3 separate regions of the Sus scrofa genome follow, and regions 2 and 3 are each linked to region 1. The links are chromatin contacts, called in public HiChIP or PLAC-seq maps. All regions are on one chromosome and are shown on one strand. The core of a region is the stretch at or near the end of the contact, and the rest is flanking DNA. Distances in the headings are between cores, read along the strand shown. Region 1 holds the start of ACAD11 (acyl-CoA dehydrogenase family member 11). Region 2 has its middle 20 kb from the start of DNAJC13. Region 3 holds the start of DNAJC13 (dnaJ homolog subfamily C member 13).

Region 1 (4,395 bases), core at 1,117-3,616:
GGGCTTTTTTGTGAACACTCTCCTCTTTTTTATTTACCTGTTTGTCTCTTTGCTAATACGCCATCTTAACTGAAATTTCCCACTTTGTTCATCTTCAGGTGAGTTTTTGCTTATTCTTAGCCCTTTGCTCCTATATGTAAAAGTTAGAAGCAATTTTTTGAATTAGGGGAAAAAATTAAGACATTGCACTGAATCTATAGATTGGCGAGGAAAAGGGAAATATACAATTCTGAATTCTACTATTCATGAACATGGCATCGCTCAATTTATTTAGTTCTTTTTAAAGTCCTAATACAGTTTTATAGTTTCCTCTACAGAGGTCTTGCACATACTTTATTAGAATAATATTTGGGGAAATTTGTAATTCTGATGCTCTTATTATCTTTCTGAAATTTATATCTTTATATTTTTATTGCTAAAGTTCAGAAATGCAATTTATTTTGGTATACTGAACTTTGATAAACTCCATTATTTTCTGTGGATTATTGGGTCTTTTATCGTTATCAATTAATTTCTACACATATATTTATTAGCTGTCTTCTATTGATTTCTGAACTTTGGCATTTATATTCTGAAATTTTTTCAGAATGACACTTTAGAATTTTTGAAACTTCCTTTGTGGCCTAACATGTCTTCAGTTTTCAAAAACTTTTTCATATGCCTTGGAAATAAATGTGTATTTTCTGTGGGGATAGTTCAATGCATATATACTATTTAAGCTGCAACTAATTTCATTTATCAAGCTCAATTCTGCTTTAACATTCAGTATAGCACTGGGAACTATATCTAGCTATTTATGATGGAGCATAATGTGAGAAAAAAGAATGTATACATGTATGTGTGACTGGGTCACCTTGCTGTACAGTAGAAAATTGACACAACACTGTAAAACAGCTATAATGGAAAAAATAAAAATCATTATAAAAAAACATTAAATTTAATTCAGAATTAAGTAACTCTCAGTAAGATAATCCTCCAACAACTCTAATGATTACTATCTCCATTTTGCCAAAGAAGTTAAATAACTTGTCCAGATTCTCAGAGCAAATTTGAACTTTGATCTGTTAGTTTACAACACAAGCCTTCTAGGCTAGAAACTTAAGCCATTTTTTATTCCAATTTCTCTTTCGTCCTACAATATCTATTGTGACATGGTGCCTTTTAATTCTATACTCCAAACTTTCTCTTATCCATTTTCCTTCCCACTATTTTTAATTTACCTGAAACCAGTAGTCAAGGAATATAAATGCCAGTGATAAATGCCACTGGTATATGGTGCTCTTACAATGTTAAATCTTTTCACATCATTTCATTATCAGGATTACTCAGAACAGGCAAGTATTTGTTACAGATTATGAAACAAGTTCTCAGAGAGTTCATGTAACACAGCATTTAAATTTCCCAGTCTGTAAGTGGCACATCTAATTTTTGGCAAGAGAGGACTGCTTCTATAGCTCTGCGTTTATCAAAATACTATTTTTAGAATTAAGTCTTTTAAAATTATTTTCTACTATACATCAGACTAGAAGCAAGTTCAAAGTGGAGAACAGTACTCTCAGGATGGTCGTCCAGTTCCATTCCCCTACTTCAGAAAGAATTAAAGCCCAAAATGGTGCTGCGATTTGCTAAATGGAAGATCTGGATTAGAATTCGGATGTCCCAACCGATATCATTAACTCACTCTGCAAGAATATGGCCAAAGTGAACGGAATGACATCTGCTTCTCAAAAAAAAAAAAAGTTATAGAACAAAAGTTGAGGGAAAGCCTCTCTAAATCCTGCAGAACCTCCAACCTTAAAGTGCCTCACTGAATCCTCTAAGTACGTAATTGTTAACAAAGATTCCTTCTCATAATTGGAATCGTGAATGTTACTGTGCTTCTATTATTGCTCTTGAATTAGAAATACCCAGAATGTAATGCAGGAGACTGGTGAGGGCAGCTCCCGCCTGCAAACTGCGTCACTGAGGAAAAATAAACAAGATGGGGTAAACTGAGAACCTACCCAAAGCCAAAGGGAAAAAAGTATAAGGCACAGATTTTTTTCTGCTGGAAATGGCTGGCGTCGATACCTGTACTGGGCAACAGTCAGCTTGGCCTCAGGCTCAGCCCCAAAGTCAGGCAAGTGCTGGTATAGGTAGGCTTCCAGGGACCTGCAGTCCAACTTGTGCTGGGGCAGCACTTCCCCCATCTCGGGACCGTGGGAGGCATCGGCCTTCATGATCGCTGCTGCATCCAATGACCACAGACTCACAGAAACCGCAACTCTTCGGGGCTCGGGGACACTCCACAGCTCGGGACGCCCGGGAGGAGGGGGGCCTGCGGTTCCAGCCAATCACAATTTCCCTCCCGGAGCCGAGGCTAGGCGGACTGGCTAGGTTAAGGGTTCTAGTCGCGAAGCGCCAGGAGGGCCTTGGTGTGTGTTCAGATTAAAATTTTTCACCTAGCCTCAGAATTAGAGGCCTCAATTCTAAATAAAGCAAAACCACATTAGTCACTCCGGCCAAATAAGAACTCCGAGGCCGCGTCCACCTCCGAATTTAAAGCACCAGCAAGCGGAAAACCTAAAAGGTTCGGCGCAGAAAAAGGTCCGTCAGGACGTCGAGCTCGGGAATAAAAGATTCTGAGGTTTCTCCTAGCTGCCCGGTTGGAAACGCAACGTCGCAGGATACTGGCTCTGGATGTTTATGACCCAGGCCCTGCTGCAGGTCGGTCTTTTAGGCCCGGGCGAAGAAGGAAGCTGAAAGTGACTGCGTTTTTATTTATTTTTATTTTTTGAGGGGGAACGATGACTGCAACACACAGGAAGCGGACCCCGTGCGAGGCCAGCGGGGCCGGTGGAGACGTGTAAGTTAGAGAGGTGAAGGGAGCCCTTTTCCGGGGTTGTGGGCTAGCAAGGCCGCCGCAAGGTACCTCCGCACATACCTCTTGCCCGCCCAGCAGCCAACAGTGTGGGGCGGCGGCGACGGCGACGGCCGGGGCTGGGAGGGCTGGCGGCCGGGGTCCCAGCCATGGCCGAGTCTGTGGAGCGGCTGCAGCAGCGGATCCAGGAACTGGAACGGGAACTGGCCCAGGAGAGAAGTCGCCAGGTCGTGGGGGACCGCGACGGAAAAGGCGGTCGGACCCGCATCGAGAAGATGAGCCCGGAGGTGGTGGACTCCAACCCCTACAGGTGACCTAAGTGGCGGGGCGGAGGGGGTGTGGGCGAGGTCACGGTCTCCAGGTGGTCAGGAGTGAGGTGCCCGCCGCTGCTCTCCAGCTCCCACATCCTCGTACCACCTCTCTTTTCTTGTTCTGAGGCCCCGTCCTCAAGCGGGCGAAGCCAGGTCTCTGTACTGGTGAAAAAAATGTTTTTTTCTCTTTTAAAACTACCCAGCTGAATCAGCCATATGGTGCTTCTCCTGTGTCTGCTGAGGACACGTATCAGCTTTCCTTCTGCCCCTGCCTCTATTAGTCTTACTTGCTCTGCCTAAAATTGATAGTAATAACTTTTAGAAGGTGACACCAAATGTAAAACCCAATGAGCACACGCTTCGAGCTTCATCGAGCCCTCTCAGTGTTTCTTAAATTACGGGTGTAGGAGAGGGCTGGATTAGCTCTAAAACCGTTGGCCTTCACCTGTGTTGTCCGCTCTCTTTCTTCGTTTCCTAAGGTTTGTGAATTCAGCAGGCTGAATGTAGCTTAGTGGTTGAGGGTAAGGACTCTAGAGCCAAACTGATTGAATTCAAATCTTAGCACCTGAGTAACCTGAAGAGCGTTCTGAACCTATCTGCTTCAGTTTCTCACTTTTAGTATCTCTGTCCAGCTGTGAAGATTGAAAATGTAAGTATATGTAAAGTTCTAGAATAGTGTTTGTACATACTAAGCCCTGTACAAGACCTTATTGCTAGTGAATATGGTAACAGTTACTGAGCTTTCACTACCTGCTTAACACTTTGCATGCATTGTCACCTTTTTCTCCTTATCACAACCCTAGATGGTGGCTACTATATTTGACCCTCATTTTATAGGGGAGAAAGTTGAGGCTTAGCTGCTGTGACCTGCCTTAGACCATAGTGCTAACAGTGTAGCTAAAAAGGCCTGGACTGGCATCGTTTGTTTTACTCCAAAGTCCATGTGGAACTGTAAATAGTGTGACTAAAAACTGAATAGTTTTAAAGTTGGTGAAACAGGAAAGATTATTGTTGCTCTTCCCCTTCAAAGAGCAGGAGGGTTTGGGTTTTAACAAAAAGTTTTATTACATAAATCCTCAGTTGAAGTCTTAGGGTGCATGTATTTTTTTTTTTTAACAACCTAAAATATACACCACTATTTAGGCACAAAGATGTTAATTACATTATTATTTGTAATGGAAAAACCTGACCAAAATTATAATTGTTCCGTAATTACAAAAGGGT
Region 2 (4,395 bases), core at 1,247-3,746, 280 kb before region 1:
TGTGGAATTTTTGTTTGTTTGAACATTTCTCTCCTTCCCATCCTGATCCAGGTACCATTATCTGGTGCACTGACTTATGCATGTGTCTTTTAAGATTATGAGTTTGGAGTTCCCATCGTGGCTCAGTGGTTAACCAACCTGACTAGGAACTATGAGGTTGTAAGTTCAATCCCTGGCATTGCTTAGTGGGTTAAGGATCCAGCGTTGCTGTGGCTGTGGCATTGCTGTGGCTGTGGTGTAGGCCAGCAGCTGTAGCTCCGATTTGAACACTAGCCTGGGAACCTCCATCAGCCACGGGTGTGGCCCTAAAAAGACAAAAGACAAAAAAATAATAATAATAAGATTATGCGTTAGTATCTAAAAAGTACAGACCATAAAATTGTGTCTTAACCTTAGTAAGTTTTCATTAATACTTGATAAATGATTGCACACATAAATATGATATGTGTTTTATGTGAGATAAATGTTTGTTCCCCTAAGATTTGTAGATTCCATCAGCATTAAGTAGGACATTCTGACAATCTTAGAATAATAATAGAAAATACTTTCAGAGTACTTACTATGTGCGATACACAGTTCTAAGGATTTCCTAAATATTAACTGCTTTGTAGTCTCAACAAAAGTGAAAAGAATATTACTACTAGCCCCATTTTTCAGATGAGAAAACTGAGGCACAGAAAGGTTTAAAAACTTGCATAAACTCAGCTTTCCTAAAGAGCTAGTAATTAATAGAAATGAGATTCACATCCGTGTAATGGATGACTTTTAAACTGCTACCATATTGTGGTCTGGTAATTCTCAAAGTTGAATGTCCATCAAAATCACCCAAAGGCTTGTTACATGGTGTTGTTGGGCCCCACCCACAGAAACTCTAATTCAGTAGGTAAGATCCTAGAATCTGCCTTACTAATATATTCCCAAGTGATACTTGATTTGATCTGAGGGACATCCTTTGAAAAACATTGCTAAGTATATTTCAGAAGGAAACAAAATTCACCTGTGGACATCTTTCTTTCATCCACTCTGGCTGAAGAAGTTCCTGACTTTGAATGTTACTCAAATTTTTGATACAAACTGTGAGAGTCCAGTGGATTTGGGTAAACTAAAGAATAATTCAGGAGTTCCCATCGTGGTGCAGTGGTTAACGAATCCAACTAGGAACCATGAGGTTTCGGGTTCAATCCCTGGCCTCACTCATTGGGTTAAGGATCCGGCGTTGCCGTGAGCTGTGGTGCAGGTTGCAAACGTGGCTCGGATCCCGAGTTGCTGTGGCTCTGGCGTAGGCTGGCGGCTACAGCTCTGATTCGACCCCTGGCCTGGGAACCTCCATATGCTGCAGGAGCAGCCCTAGAAAAGGCAAAAAGACAAAAAAAAAAAAAAGAATAATTCAGTATTCTTGCTCCCCACCCTTGAACTTACAAAGTAATTTCTTTTCAATACTAGATTCTAGCATTTACCCCTAATGAAATGATACCTTTGGGACTTTGGGTCGATTTCTCCCTCCTTAGCCAATTTTACCTAATGTAAACAGCAACTAGAAAATGACAGTATTCTGAAAAAATATTTCTTAGTTTTTCTTCAAATTTTTAAAAATTTGAAAATATAAAAAAGAACAATGAAATTAAGAAACATTTCTTATAATACCACCACCAAGTGTTAACTGATTTTGATGTATTTGCTTTGTCATTTTCCCATTCATGTCTTTTTTTAAAAAAAGTCAAGCTTTGAGGGAGTTCCCTTCATGGCTCAGCGGTTAACAAACCTGACTAGTATCCATGAGGACAAGGGTTCGATCCCTGGCCTCAGTGGATTAAGGATCTGGCATTGCCATGAGTTGTGGTGTAGGTCACAGATGTGGTTTAGATCCTGCATTGCTGTGGCTGTGGCATAGGCCAGCAGCTGTAGCTCTAATTTGACCCCTATCCTGGGAAATTCCATATGCTGAGGGTGCAGCTCTTACCAAAAAAAAAAAAAAAAAAAAAAGACCAACCCCCCCGCTCAAGCTTTGGTATATTCTTATTAAAAAATCTCAACAAACAGCGTTTGAAAAGACTCTCTGATATGGATGAACTAACAGGAGCAGTCCCATGCTGGTCTGAGATCTCTTTATAAATTGCTTTCTTCAGAGTATATCTGAGCAAAAAGGTACATTCCCAGAGATGCTCTTCTAACCCCCACCACAAAAGCCCAAGCTGCTATAATGTGACTTTATGAATTTGCTTCTTACTAAAAGAGGAAAAATTAGGCTGATTATATCTAGTTATACTTTTAGCCACTAAGAATTTCTCCCATTTTCTTTTTTTTTTTTTTTTCATTTTAGGGCCACATCTGCGGCATATGGAAGTTCCCAGTCTAGGGGTCAAATTGAAGCTGCAGTTTCCAGCTTACACCACAGCCACATTGCTTATGGCATTGCCGGATCTTTAACCCACTGAGCAAGGCCAGGGATCAAACCCACATCCTCATGGGTACTAGTCAGTTTTGTTACCACTGAGTCACAACAGGAACTCCCAATTTCTCCCATTTTCATTGCTCATATTATAAGTCACTAAGCTCTAATCAAAAAGTGGAAAGTGAAACAAGGAACATTTTATGGATGCGTGAGGGTTCCTTCCTATTATGACATGTCTAATATCTGGGTTATTTTATTAATTAAGCATCTGAACCATAGTTTTGTATTACCTAACTAAGCTACCTATAGTAGATTAACTTGATAGGCAAATTTCCATCTCATTTCAAAGTAACAAGTAGAAAATATGAATTATCCTGACATGCTGATTAAGAGTCATACTCTTCAAAGCTTTTTCATAGTTCTTGGTATAGCTAATGAAAATTACTTTCTTGCTGTTGAAACTTGGACAGTCTCTCTAATTTCAGTTTCCTCATCTGTAAAATGGTGATGACAGCATTATCTATTTCACAGAATTTGCTGAAGATTGAATGAGTTGACATATGCCAAGCACTTAATAAACTACTCAGCACTTGGTAAATCCTCGATAAACAGCAACTAATATCTCTTATTAGCAATAAGGATTATATAGGAGTTCCCGTTGTGGCACAGTGGTTGATGAATCCGACTAGGAACCATGAGGTTGTGGGTTCAATCCCCGGCCTTGCTCAGTGGGTTAAGGATCCGGCATAGCTATGAGCTGTGGTGTAGGTCCCAGATGCAGCTCGGATCCCGTGTTGCTGTGGCACTGGTACAGGCCGGTGGCTACAGCTCTGATTAGACCCCTAGCCTGGGGACCTCCATATGCCGTGGGAAGTAGCTCTAGAAAAGGCAAAAAGACAAAAACAAACACACAAACAACAACAAAAAAAAACCAATAAAGATTATCTGATATAATTCCTAACCTATTTTTAGACAGTTTCTGAGAAGCAATGTTAGGGCTTATAATCATGTAAGCCCTTGATTATGGAGTTCCCATTGTGGCTCAGCAGTAACAAACCCAACTAGTGTCCATGAGGGCTCGGGTTTGATCCCTGGCCTCCATCAGTGGGTTAAGGATCCAGCCTTAAAGTGAGCTTCGGTGTAGGTCACCGATGTAGCTCAGATCCTGCATTGCTGCGGCTGTGGCATAGGCCTGCAGCCATAGCTCTGATTTGACCCCTAGCTTGGGAACTTCCATATACCATTGGTGAGACCCTTAAAAGACAAAAAAGTGTAAAAACAGATGTAGTGGCTACTTCAGTGGTGAAGTGTAATAGGATACTTAAGTGGAAGTGCTGTAGTGAACTGTGAATTAAATGTGCACAAAGAGTGATTCCTGCTGTGGTGCAGTGGGTTAAGAACCCAATTGCAGCAACTCAAACCACTAGCCCTGTGCAGTGAGTTAAAGGATCTAGGGTTGCTGCAGCTGCTGTGTAAGTCGCAGGTGCAGCCCAGATTCAGTCTGTAGCCCAGGAACTTCCATATGCTGCGAATGTGGCCATCAAACAAAATGTGCACAAGGAAATGTGTTTTGTTAAGGACATGCAGCATAATAGGCCACTTCCCTTTTTTAGAGTATTGTCTCTAATCCTGGGTTCCACACCTTAAAAATGCCCAGAATAACAGAGACATTACAAAGATGTAATATATAATAATTTATGTGCAGTATGTATAAATTATATTATATGTAAATAATACATAAAATTATTATACGCAAATAATAAAGTTGATTTTTAAAATAAGCTCTGGCACTTGACAATACAAATGAGCAATTCCATATGTAGATATCTACCCAAGAAAAATGAAAAGATAACCAACCAAGATTTTGTACATCAATGTTCATAACAGCATTATGAACCCAAACCTGGAAACTGTCTAAATGTGCATGAAGCAGTAAAAGGACAAAGAAATTGTGGTGCATCTATACAATGGAATACCATTAGGAGATGATCAAGGGATATAGC
Region 3 (4,395 bases), core at 728-3,227, 260 kb before region 1:
CCTATACATATATCCATTCTTTTTTCCCATATTGGTTATTCCAAACTACTGCGTAGATTTCCTGTGCTATACAGTAGGTCATTGTGTCCCGAATACTGACCAGTGAGGTAATGTGGAGATTTAATAGTTCACTGGCCCTGATATTACAAGTCCTGCAACTAAATCTCAGCCCTGTCTTTAGAAGTTAGGTCAGATTGGACAAGTGACCAAACTTGTCCTTAGACTCTCTGAGTTCATTTCCACTATAAAATAAAAATAATTCACCCCAAATTTACTTCTGGGATTATTGGAAGTAATCTGTTTACATGGGATAAGCCAAGAAGGCCCCTAACTCAGTCCTCCGATTTCATTTTCTTTCTTCTTCCTTTTCTACTTTATTTTGGGTCCTGTTGTAACATGAGCAGGAACTTATGAGGACATGCTGGGACAGACCCCTGTCTTCTCATCTCCTCCACCTGTCTCTTGTTTGTAAGGAAATCTTTGGTCGTTTAGGCCTTTCAGAGTCCCAAACAATAAATTTAACCAGAGAAGTGAGAAAACACAGACACAAAGGAAAACAAATCATCAAGACTAAATAATGATAGTGTATCCATTAAACAAAGTCAAGGACCTTTAGTTCCTCCTCAAGGGCTATGGATGATCTTCTGAGCCATATCCTTTGAGCTGTTTTGTGGATACTGAAACCCCCACCAGGTGGAAGAAGTTAATTATAGACTGCCCACAGGCAAACAGACCCAAATCAATTGGAACCAGAAGGTTGATGATGTCCATTCCTGGTTACCTCACCACCAATCAATCAGAAGAATGTCCCTGAGCAGCAAACCTCTCCCTCACCCTGTCTTTAAAAACCTTTCCCTGAAAGCCATAGGGGATCTTGGGTCTTTTGAGCATAAGTTGCCTGCACTGCTTGTTCCATGCGTGCAATAAATGCTGCACTTTTTTTTTTTTTTTTTTTAAACCACAACCTGGTGTCAGTATTTTGGCTCTACTGCACAGCGTAAGTGGATCCAACTTTGGTTCAGTAACAGTCTTCCCACACCCAACTATTTGTGGTACTACTAGCTTATCTCACTGCTGCAGTACAGGAAAGCCTAATGGAAGGATAAATTCAGTCCTTTTCTACCCCAAGGTAGGCAGAAGGGTCAACAGTTGAGTCAGAAAGCAAAATCTATAAGAGGCACTGTCTACATTTTTCATCCAGCAAGTGCCATCTCTAAAAAACGACTGAAAGGAACTCCAAAGAAAACTTCAAGATTGCTGTGCAGAATATTAAATCTCTTATTAGAGGCCTTTAGCCCTCATAAAATAATCAATCCTTACAAGCCACCCACACCACTTGGCTTTTGAAGTTTGCAACAGAATCACTTATTTTTGAATTGTGATCTTTAGAGATCTGGGAGTGAAGACTTCCTTAAATAAACCCTTACCCACAGGTAACATATTCTATTGCCTCTTTTCTCTAACTTTGTTCCCATCCTAAGCCTCCACCTTAAGGAAGATTGTACCGGCTGTGGTCAGATGGCTTAGGCCCACTACTGTGGAGGGGGCCTCAGTTTACCTGCAAAACAAGGCTAATTCCTACTTGACAGAGTTGAGGATTAACTAAATAACCCCTTGACACGTGCTCAGCGAACAATAAATGGGAGCTATCAGTATTATTTTTCTGGCACTCCCACTAGCAAAAGTCACTATTCCCCTCTCTGTAACCTCCCACACCAACCCGAAATTTAAACTCTTTTCAGTTATCTTCTGGGAGTCTCAATAGTAAGTGGCTCGCAATCCAGCCAAACCATGTATAGACTGTCCCAGGAAGGTCAAAGACCCGACTGGGTAAATGCTTTATAACAAGACTTTGCGCTGATTAAGAGCGCAAAACCCCAGCCTGAAAACGACCACTGGGCGGGACTCAGAGCCTCACGCTGAGGGGCGTGGCCTCCTCAGCACGCGTCTGGGGGCGGGTTCCCTTCAAGCGCTGCGTGGACCCCGGATCCCACAGCCAATTTCGTCACTGCCTGAGTCTAACTTCGTTGCGTGAGGCGGGCGGGCGGACAAGCTGTCTGAACGCGGAATTTCAGGGAAAGCGGACAAATAGGACCGGGAGGACGGGGAAATACATGCAGGAGGGCGGAGCAGAAAGCGGAAGAATTGAAAGCAGCTGACCAAGTCTCGTGACAGCCTGGGCGGGGGCGACGCAGGCGTACTGGAGAGCGGTTGCTCAAAGCCTGAGCGAAGATGGCGGCCTCCAGAGCGAACCTCTGAGAGGCAGAGGGAGGAGGCGGAGGGGGCGGGGAAGCGGCGCCGCCGCGGCACCAGAAACCCGCGGTAGCGGAGCTACAGGGCCCCGGCGGGGGAAAGGGGAAGTGGTGAGAGGGAGAAGGTCGGAGGGCACCTCATCCCACTTTGGACGCTGAGCCGACGGCGGGAGGAGCTTGGGCTGGAGCCTCTCCAGCCTCCTGCGAAGGTAAATCACTCTGGGCACCAGAATCGGGAGCTATGCTTTAACCCCTCACCACGCCGCGGGGACTTGGGGGACGAAGGGCAGGAAGAAGAGGGTGGTGTCTGGGCTGCCGCAGCCTCCAGCAGTTAAGGAGAGCAGATTACCTTCCCCCCAAGGCTGCTCGTCTGGTTCCTCTCGTCGGACCCCCTCCCCCGCCCCTACCGGCTCTGACATTCCCCCAGGGCCCTGCCTTGTTGAGCCCCACCCCTCTTTTTGCCTTGCTTTTTGGTTTTCTACCCACCCTGGTTCCCACTCCCCTGTGCACATCCTTAACCCCACACAGCCCTTATTCCCCTTGGGCTCCGCCCTCGGGATTCCCGTCCAGCCTCCTAGTTGGAGCCCTCTTCCTGCTGGATGCCGGCAACTCTTGTTTCTTTGGGTCAGCGACCCTCCTTCCTCCCACGTCCTGCGCTGGCTTTGACTTTGCTTACTTTGTTTCGTTTTCCTGGGAAATGAGCATCCGCGTCGTTTCTTCTCCAGTCCCTCCCTTTTCCAAAATGAACTTTTTCCACTGAGGCTTTTCCCTCTTAGAAGGTAGCTTTTTCACAGTGGCCTTTGCTCCGCTGCTGTGATTTTGCTCTGAATGCGGCCTTTGGAGCGGGTGAAGTAAGACTTAGTCGCTCTGTGAAGTGGCTGTTAAAGGCGAATTTCACTTACTAATCTTAGGAAGAGTGCCTTCCCTTAAATTGTCTCCATGTTGTAGGGTGTTAACCGCTTTTGCCTTGAGATTATCATTTGCTTGCGGGCCGAGGGGATTAAATATCTCCCCCAGATGTGGCCAGAGTTTCCTGAAGTGATGATTTCTCAATTCCCCTCTGCTTTTTCCTTTGACCCGACCCTGATTCCCCTCGGGGCCTCTGCCTGATGCTTTTGTCTCACTGTGAAGGACTTCATACCTCAGGGTTCTTTTGAGCATCTTGGAGGGTAGTGTCTTGGGGATGAGGGGTGGTGTGTTAAATTTCAGAATATTTCTTCAGGACCTGTCCCCAAGATTTTCTTACGGTGTTTTCCTTCTTGCTTTATGGATCTGATGGCTTTCTAGGCTTGAAAGTAGTTTCCTCTGCAGACTTTGAGGAAATTAAAACTGTCAGGTTTTATAGTATGTTACTAGTACTGAGGCTTATGAGACTGTGAAACAGGGCTTGCCCTTAAAAAAAAAAAAAAAAAAAAAAAGGAAAATTGGAAAACTAGTTGGGTACCCCAAAAAGATTTGATTTCATTAGTCTTTGACAGTATTTTTCTTTAGGGCCGCACCTGTGGCATATGGAGGTTCCAGGCTAGGGGTTGAATCAGAGCTACAGCTGCTGGCCTATGCCACAGCCACAGTAACCCAGGATCAGACCTGTGACTGTGACCTACCCCGCAGCTTATGGCAACACCGGATCCTTAACCCATTGAGCGAGGCCAGGGATGGAACCTGCAACCTCATGGTTACTAGTTGGATTCGTTTCCAATGCGCCACAACGGGAACTCCAACAGTATTTTTCTTTATTAAAGTATAGTTGATTTACAGTGTTGTGCAAATTTCTGCTGTACAGTGAAGTGAGCCAGTCGCGTACACACACAGACACACACATTCCTTTTCTTATATTATCTTCAGTCATGGTCTATTTGAGGAGATTGGATATAGTTCCCTGGCTGTACAGTAGGATCTCATTGCTTATCCATTTTAAATGTGATATTTTTTGGAGTTCCTGTCGTGGCTCGGTGGTAAACCCTATTAGTATCCATGAGGATGCAGGTTCGATCCCTGGCCTCGCTCAGTGGATTAAGGATCCTGTGAGCTGTGGTGGAGGTCTCAGAGGTGGCTTGAATCTGCTGTGGCTGTGTGGTAGGCTGGCAGCTGCAGCTCCGATTCATCCCCTAGCCTGGGAACTTCCATGTGCCGTGGGTTCGGC

What was found. HiChIP or PLAC-seq counts read pairs in DNA pulled down with a chosen protein or histone mark.
Region 2: a contact with region 1 is called in an H3K27ac HiChIP or PLAC-seq map of alveolar macrophages. The contact joins the enhancer-like site here to the promoter of ACAD11 in region 1. A contact is called at or near these places in 6 of 47 Hi-C or Micro-C datasets (alveolar macrophages, embryonic fibroblasts, retroperitoneal adipose tissue and 2 more) and 2 of 2 datasets of contacts at active chromatin or transcription factors (alveolar macrophages and skeletal muscle).
Region 3: an H3K27ac HiChIP or PLAC-seq map of alveolar macrophages shows a contact between it and region 1. The contact joins the promoter of DNAJC13 here to the promoter of ACAD11 in region 1. A contact is called at or near these places in 1 of 47 Hi-C or Micro-C datasets (embryonic fibroblasts) and 2 of 2 datasets of contacts at active chromatin or transcription factors (alveolar macrophages and skeletal muscle).

What each region holds. Positions count from the first base shown.
Region 1 is chr13:73,829,130-73,833,524 of Sscrofa11.1, forward strand. It overlaps ACAD11 (acyl-CoA dehydrogenase family member 11), which reads right to left and starts at 2,367. Exons shown (of 21, transcript XM_001924765.5): 1 at 2,071-2,367. The coding sequence starts at 2,219. UBA5 (ubiquitin-like modifier-activating enzyme 5) reads left to right here and starts at 2,356. Exons shown (of 12, transcript XM_003132421.6): 1 at 2,356-3,170. The coding sequence starts at 3,010. It overlaps LOC110256298 (a long non-coding RNA gene), which reads left to right and starts at 25. Exons shown (of 2, transcript XR_002337685.1): 1 at 25-98; 2 at 1,522-2,080.
Region 2 is chr13:73,551,950-73,556,344 of Sscrofa11.1, forward strand. No RefSeq gene overlaps it. Among named protein-coding and RNA genes, the nearest start is that of DNAJC13, 20 kb to the right of the region's middle. Within about 2 kb of position 2,497, at least 2 of the 83 cell types and tissues checked have an H3K27ac peak or open chromatin away from gene starts, as enhancers often do. A contact at or near this core is called in alveolar macrophages, where this site is marked.
Region 3 is chr13:73,571,910-73,576,304 of Sscrofa11.1, forward strand. It overlaps DNAJC13 (dnaJ homolog subfamily C member 13), which reads left to right and starts at 1,978. Exons shown (of 57, transcript XM_021069457.1): 1 at 1,978-2,461.